Regions from separate parts of the Rattus norvegicus genome. Here region 2 is linked to region 1. The links are chromatin contacts, called in public Hi-C maps. All regions are on one chromosome and are shown on one strand. The core of a region is the stretch at or near the end of the contact, and the rest is flanking DNA. Distances in the headings are between cores, read along the strand shown. Region 1 holds the start of Wnt9a (Wnt family member 9A). Region 2 overlaps Snap47 (synaptosome associated protein 47).

Evidence for each region. A called contact is a pair of places that touch in the nucleus more often than the background predicts.
Region 2: a Hi-C map of the A7r5 cell line shows a contact between it and region 1, with 4 times the contacts expected there. The contact joins the enhancer-like site here to the promoter of Wnt9a in region 1. A contact is called at or near these places in 2 of 12 Hi-C or Micro-C datasets (the A7r5 cell line and Schwann cells).

The regions. Positions count from the first base shown.
Region 1 is chr10:44,592,399-44,595,098 of GRCr8, reverse strand. It overlaps Wnt9a (Wnt family member 9A), which reads right to left and starts at 1,408. Exons shown (of 4, transcript NM_001105783.2): 1 at 1,227-1,408. The coding sequence starts at 1,321.
Region 2 is chr10:44,694,862-44,697,561 of GRCr8, reverse strand. The region is part of intron 4 of Snap47 (synaptosome associated protein 47); the gene reads left to right. Among named protein-coding and RNA genes, the nearest start is that of Prss38, 34 kb to the right of the region's middle. Within about 2 kb of position 1,266, at least 12 of the 93 cell types and tissues checked have an H3K27ac peak or open chromatin away from gene starts, as enhancers often do. A contact at or near this core is called in the A7r5 cell line, where this site is marked.

The DNA of each region.
Region 1 (2,700 bases), core at 159-2,658:
GAGGCTTAGGGCTGCACAGATGGCGTGCAGGGGCTTGCCAGGCCAAGGCCCAGGGGTTGGACCAGGGGAGCCAGGGTGGAGGAGACCCTGGGAACCGAGACATGAACTGACCCTGAAGACAACCCAGAAGAAATGGACAGACAGAGGAGAAAGGAGGAGAAAGAAAAACACAAAGGGAAATTTTCCCATGAAAATATTTTATTTTCTTTGAGAACAGGATACACCTGCAGGGCTCCTCGGCCCAGCCGCCTCTCCCTGCCCTGGCCGGTGCCAGATTCCTAGACCAACGGGGCCCTCTGCCGGCCACACCGCCGCGAGCCGGCACTGCAGCCAGGGGCGAGGGAACAGGTGACCGGCGAAGGGCGGCGGCCCAAGGCGCAGTCCAGGGCACCCAGGACCAGGGTTGCGACCCGAGGGGCTAACCAGGGCTCCCAGAGGGGGAATGAGAGGGTGATAAGCAGGGAGGGCAGACAAAGCTGGGGCGCTGCCATGCATGATGCCACCCGGGACCTTGGCGAACTCAAAGTGCAATGGGTGTCCCTCTAAAGATCGCTGGGTTCAGGCATCCCAGACCTGGGAAAGCTAGTAGAGAGGGAGGGACGAAAGGAACTAAAGGCGAAGAGACGCGCCCAACGACGCGGCAAAACTGCTAACGCATAGACAGTCGAGTGCGGGCGGCGACCCCGCGGGACAGTGGCGGCGTTTACCCCCTGGGTCAGGTCTCCCAGACGTGTTCCCGAGGGCTGAGGTCGGGGCCAGGCTCGGGCGAGCGCCAGAAGAAAGCACAAGAAAAATAAATTTCTCCAGCTTGGAGGGTTTTTTTCTCCCCTTTGGGGCTCAGTGCAAGGAACATCTGGATTTTGTACGTGTTTTTTTGTTGTTGTTAAATTAACTTTTCCAGGAGAGAAGGGGGGTAGTGGGCAGGGGCCAGGGAGGCTCCAGCCTTTTGGCAGGAACACCGCGGCCTAAGGCGGCGGCGGCGACTCGGGAGTCACGGTGGACCGCGGCCCCCAGCAAGCCCGTCGGGGACACCGACCCCTCTACCTCTAGGGCGCACGGCGGGCAACGACCTGCGGACCGAGAGGCGCGCTCGCTGCCAACTAACAACTCCAAGCCACCCGTGTACCCCGCCGAGCACCTGGCGAGTGCTGTCCCGGGCTCGATGCCCCCGTCCGGCCCCGCCGCCCTCGCCCGCCCTCGCGCGGCCGCCCGCCGCGGGCACCTACCCGAAGTAGGCGGCCGAAGGGCGCAGCGCGGCGAGCAGCAGCGTCAGCCCGAAGGCCGCGGCCAGCCAGCGCGCCAGAAGGGACCCATCCAGCATCTTGCCGCGCCGCGGCGGCTGACCATCGCGCTCCGGGCTCCGCGCAGGGCGCGCCGCGACCGCCGCCCTCTTATAGCGTCCGCAGCCGCGGCCGCGGGGCGGGGCGCCGGCCAGCTGGGCCCGGCCCGCCCGCGCCCCGGAGGAGGGGTCACGCCGGCGCCGGGGGCGGGCCGAAACCCGAGCTGCGCGCCCGCCGCTGCGGCGGAGCTGCTCGGCTCGCGGGGCGGGCCTGGGGCGCGCCGTGGGGAGGGCTGGGCACGTGGCGCGGTGGGAACCCCGGTCGAATAACGGAGCCAGAAGGAGCGGTGGGGCGGGACCGGGAGACCACGAGTAAGATTAGACCCCAGGGCTAGGTGTCTGCAGCCAGGACACAAGTGCAAGCTCCGGGGTGTCTCCTGACAGTTGGGGACCGGGTGTTGGCCGCTGGGAAAGACATTCGAAAGCCTAGAAACTTTGACGACTGTGCTTGAGGGGTAGTGACTGGGTGGTTTGGGGGTGACGTTAGCCACAGATTTCAGAGACGGGTGGACGTGAATCCACTCGCTGGAGAATGTTGCCAAGAGGGAGCCACTGCTTAAAGCTGGGGTACTGTGGCTGGAGGAATGGAAAGACGACCTCTCGAAGGGAGACCAAAAATGCATTCCTGCAGAGCCGGTGCTGTGGCCAACTTAGACCTAACAATGGGACGATATGGTCCTCAGAGGCCTTTTGACTATTAGCTGCAGATATCACTGACACACCTCATCCCCCAAACAGGATGGAAGATGAAGGAGACCGCTGGCCAGGATGGTGACTGGCCTGTGTGAAAGCCCAGAGCGGTGACTTATCATCATGGACTGAATTGTCTGTAAGTCAAACCTGGACTAAGACGCAGAGAAACACAAGTGCCCAGGACACCCAAGAGACTGTTTACAAGTCTCCTGACATTGGGGGAGGGGCGGCTTATTCAGGGACGATTCAAAGTGCTGGAGAATAGGACTGAGTGATTGGGTCCCGACACATGCCCACCACGTGTCAACCTTCGGTGCTGGAGACGCACTTATGTGCAAGACAGTGACAGCACACACACCAGAGGCAAGCTAACGAAACTCAGGGTCGGCTAACACTAGTGTGCCTCCCTGACCTGGGCTTGCAGGGGCAAACTCCATGCCCTGGAAGGCAAACCTCTTTACCAGCCAGCACCTTCTGAACTTAGAAGGGCTGATTCTGGATCGGAGACCTCCAAGTCTGAGAGGTTTGAGCTCCTCTGGGAGGCTGGGTTGTCTAGCTGTGCACAGCAACTGCTCAGCCACCTGTCACTGCTCCAAAGGAAAGCAGAGGAGGAAATGAGCGCAAAAAAAATCACATCAGCCTCCGCACTGGTCAGAGCCAAGCAGGTT
Region 2 (2,700 bases), core at 17-2,516, 100 kb before region 1:
CCCCCAGGGTATGTCAGAGGCTGGCAGCAGTGTGTGCTGATGACTAGACAGCTTGTCATCCTGGGCCACAGAGGGAACAACTGTTTCTAAGGTTTGGCCAGACTTCATGAGCTCCATTCTTTCCGTCCCCTGTTATATGGAATGTGCATGGTGCTATTTAATTACTTCAATCCCTCTCTTAAAGAGAAAAGGCTACCAATATTCTAGAGGTATTAGTGCTTGGAAGGTTAGCTCTGCGATTGTCTTTGTCTGCAGACCTAGTAGCTGTTGGATGTCTTTTCAGTATGGCCAGTATTAATTAATTCCAAGTTCATTTTGGCAGACAGGCCAAGGGGTCTTAGCAGGCTATTTGGAATGAGTTCTATTTTTAAGACTTTTAAAATGGCGAGACTTTTTCCAAATCAAAGGTTAAATAGCAACCAGCCTTTATGTTGAGTGTTTGTACGATACAATGCTGAAACTTGGATAGGCAGTCAGTAGTTCGCACCATGGACTATTTGTGTGTGAATAGTCTTTACCTTTTAGGCAAAGGTCACAGAATACACAGAAGTGGTTGTTTTTGGTTTTGTTGTTTTGGGGGGTTTGCTTGGGGTTTTTTGTTTTTGTTCTGTTTTGAGAAGGCCTTATGTAGTTTAACCAAGATGACCTTGAATTTCTGGTCTTCTGACTTCTACTTCCCAAGTGCTGAGATTACAGGCAGACATCACCATACTTCTGTGATTCTGGGGTCTGAGCTTCAGCTGAACTATATCCTCAGCCCATAAATAGTCTTTCCTTGGCTACACTTTCACTGTGCACAAGGAAGAGCCAATTCATTTAGCTTTTCAGGAAGAGACAGAGGACGTGTTAGTCTCACAGAGTCTGTCCTAGACTGGGTTTTGTTCTCACAAGGTCTGTGGCCTCTTGGTCCTGCTTCATATGTCTGTGTTCATGTTTGTCCTGCCTGAGATGTTTGTTAAGCCTCACGTTCACGCCAACATATTAGGGCTTCTGTGTTGTGTCCTATTATACTTAACTAACCATGACTCTCATTTGTTTATCTCTTTGAAATATATTTTAGATATATTCATGTTTCACTCCTCAATATGTGGTTGTTTAAAAACTGTTTCTTCCTGCCCCGCGGCTTTATGGCCACTCCAGGCTGTGAGGGCTGGTGTGGGTCCTGCAGCCCAGCATCCCGTTTGTGACTATGCTTCCTCCAGACCCAGATGAGGTCCTTGCTCTGTTTTCAGGGACATGTGATTTCTCACAGTACCCTGGCACTGTGTCTGAGTCATCTCCCCATGGCAGTTAATGCTAGGCTGGAGGTTAAGTCTGTTGTAACTGGCTCAGTCTGGATCCAGGGAGCCCCAGAGCTCATGGCCAGTGCTCAGCTCTTCTGGACCTTATTTTAAAAAAGATTTTGAGGTAACAGGTGAACAGTTCCTAAAATTAAGCTCTGTGAGTTGCATTGGGGTGGGGGAGTGTCTATAACACAAGCTTTTGTTTAGGATATCCAGAAGATGAAAAAAATGCACATCAGGAAACACAACCGGAAGTGTCCTTCCATCTTGTATTTTGAGTTCTCATGTAGCATGTGGATATAGTAGTAAAATGCAGCCACATGGGCCGAGAGAGCGTCCCTGTTCTGAAGCATTCAGGACTGTACTGGTTTGGGCTTGTTTGGGATTTTTAAATATTTCCCAAATGTGATAGCGCCTCGGGCCAGCACCCAGTCTAAATAAACATGGAATCCACTTGCTTCTCAAGTACCTCTGACACATACCTGAAGATGGGCTCAGACGATACGTTCTGGAGGGTTTTGTTTTGTTAAGTTTTTATTTTTGTTTTGAGATACGGTTTTGTGTAATCCAGGCCAGACTCAACTCTGTATGTCCCTGAGATTGGCCTTGAACTCCTGGTCTTCTGGCCTCTACCTTCCAAGTCCTGGATTGCATGTGTGCCCCTCCATGTCTGATCATGCCTGGATTTTGATGGGGCCTGTCCTGTGGGCTCGGGTGGTGTTCAGCAGCAGTGGCACATCAGCTCAGAAAGTCTCAGATTTGGGATTTGGGGGTAAGAAGCCAACTTATCAGGCTAATGCGGAGAATAGTGGTTTGAGTCACGGACAGCTTCTATTTTCTTCTTTAATTCTCTTCTTTCTTATAAGTATGATTCTTCTTAAACACAAACAAGACAAACGGTTTATCAACCAAGTGAGCCAGTGCCTGAGGGGCTACAGGACCCACTCACGGCATGGCTGGAAACTGGTGCCCAAGTTCTGGCAGGACTTGGCCCCCAGCCTTCGAGGGGGTCGTAGTCTAAAGGTATTTCTGTTTCAGACAGTCTCGTGTACCTTAGGGACAAGGGTGCTGGCTGAGAATTGCATTACCAGCTCATCACAGTGTATTCACGCCTCCTGGAAAGACATGAGCTTTTTTATAGGACCCATGTGCACACAGGCCCAGAGACCATAGAGAAGCATAGCCAGGGGCTCTGTGTGCCCTGACTGTGGGAGGCTAGGAGGCCTTGTCAGATGACATAGCCTATAGGCGAGTGGGCGGCACCAGCAACATAACCTTCTCACAACAGAGGAGACAGGAGAGAGACGGGTGGGGCTGGGTGTTAGGGATTCACTTCCTTGCTTTATTCTGCTGTCTCAAATTTATGTCTGCTGTCAGCAAATCTAGAAGACAGAAAAGACCTACTTTATGATGCCAT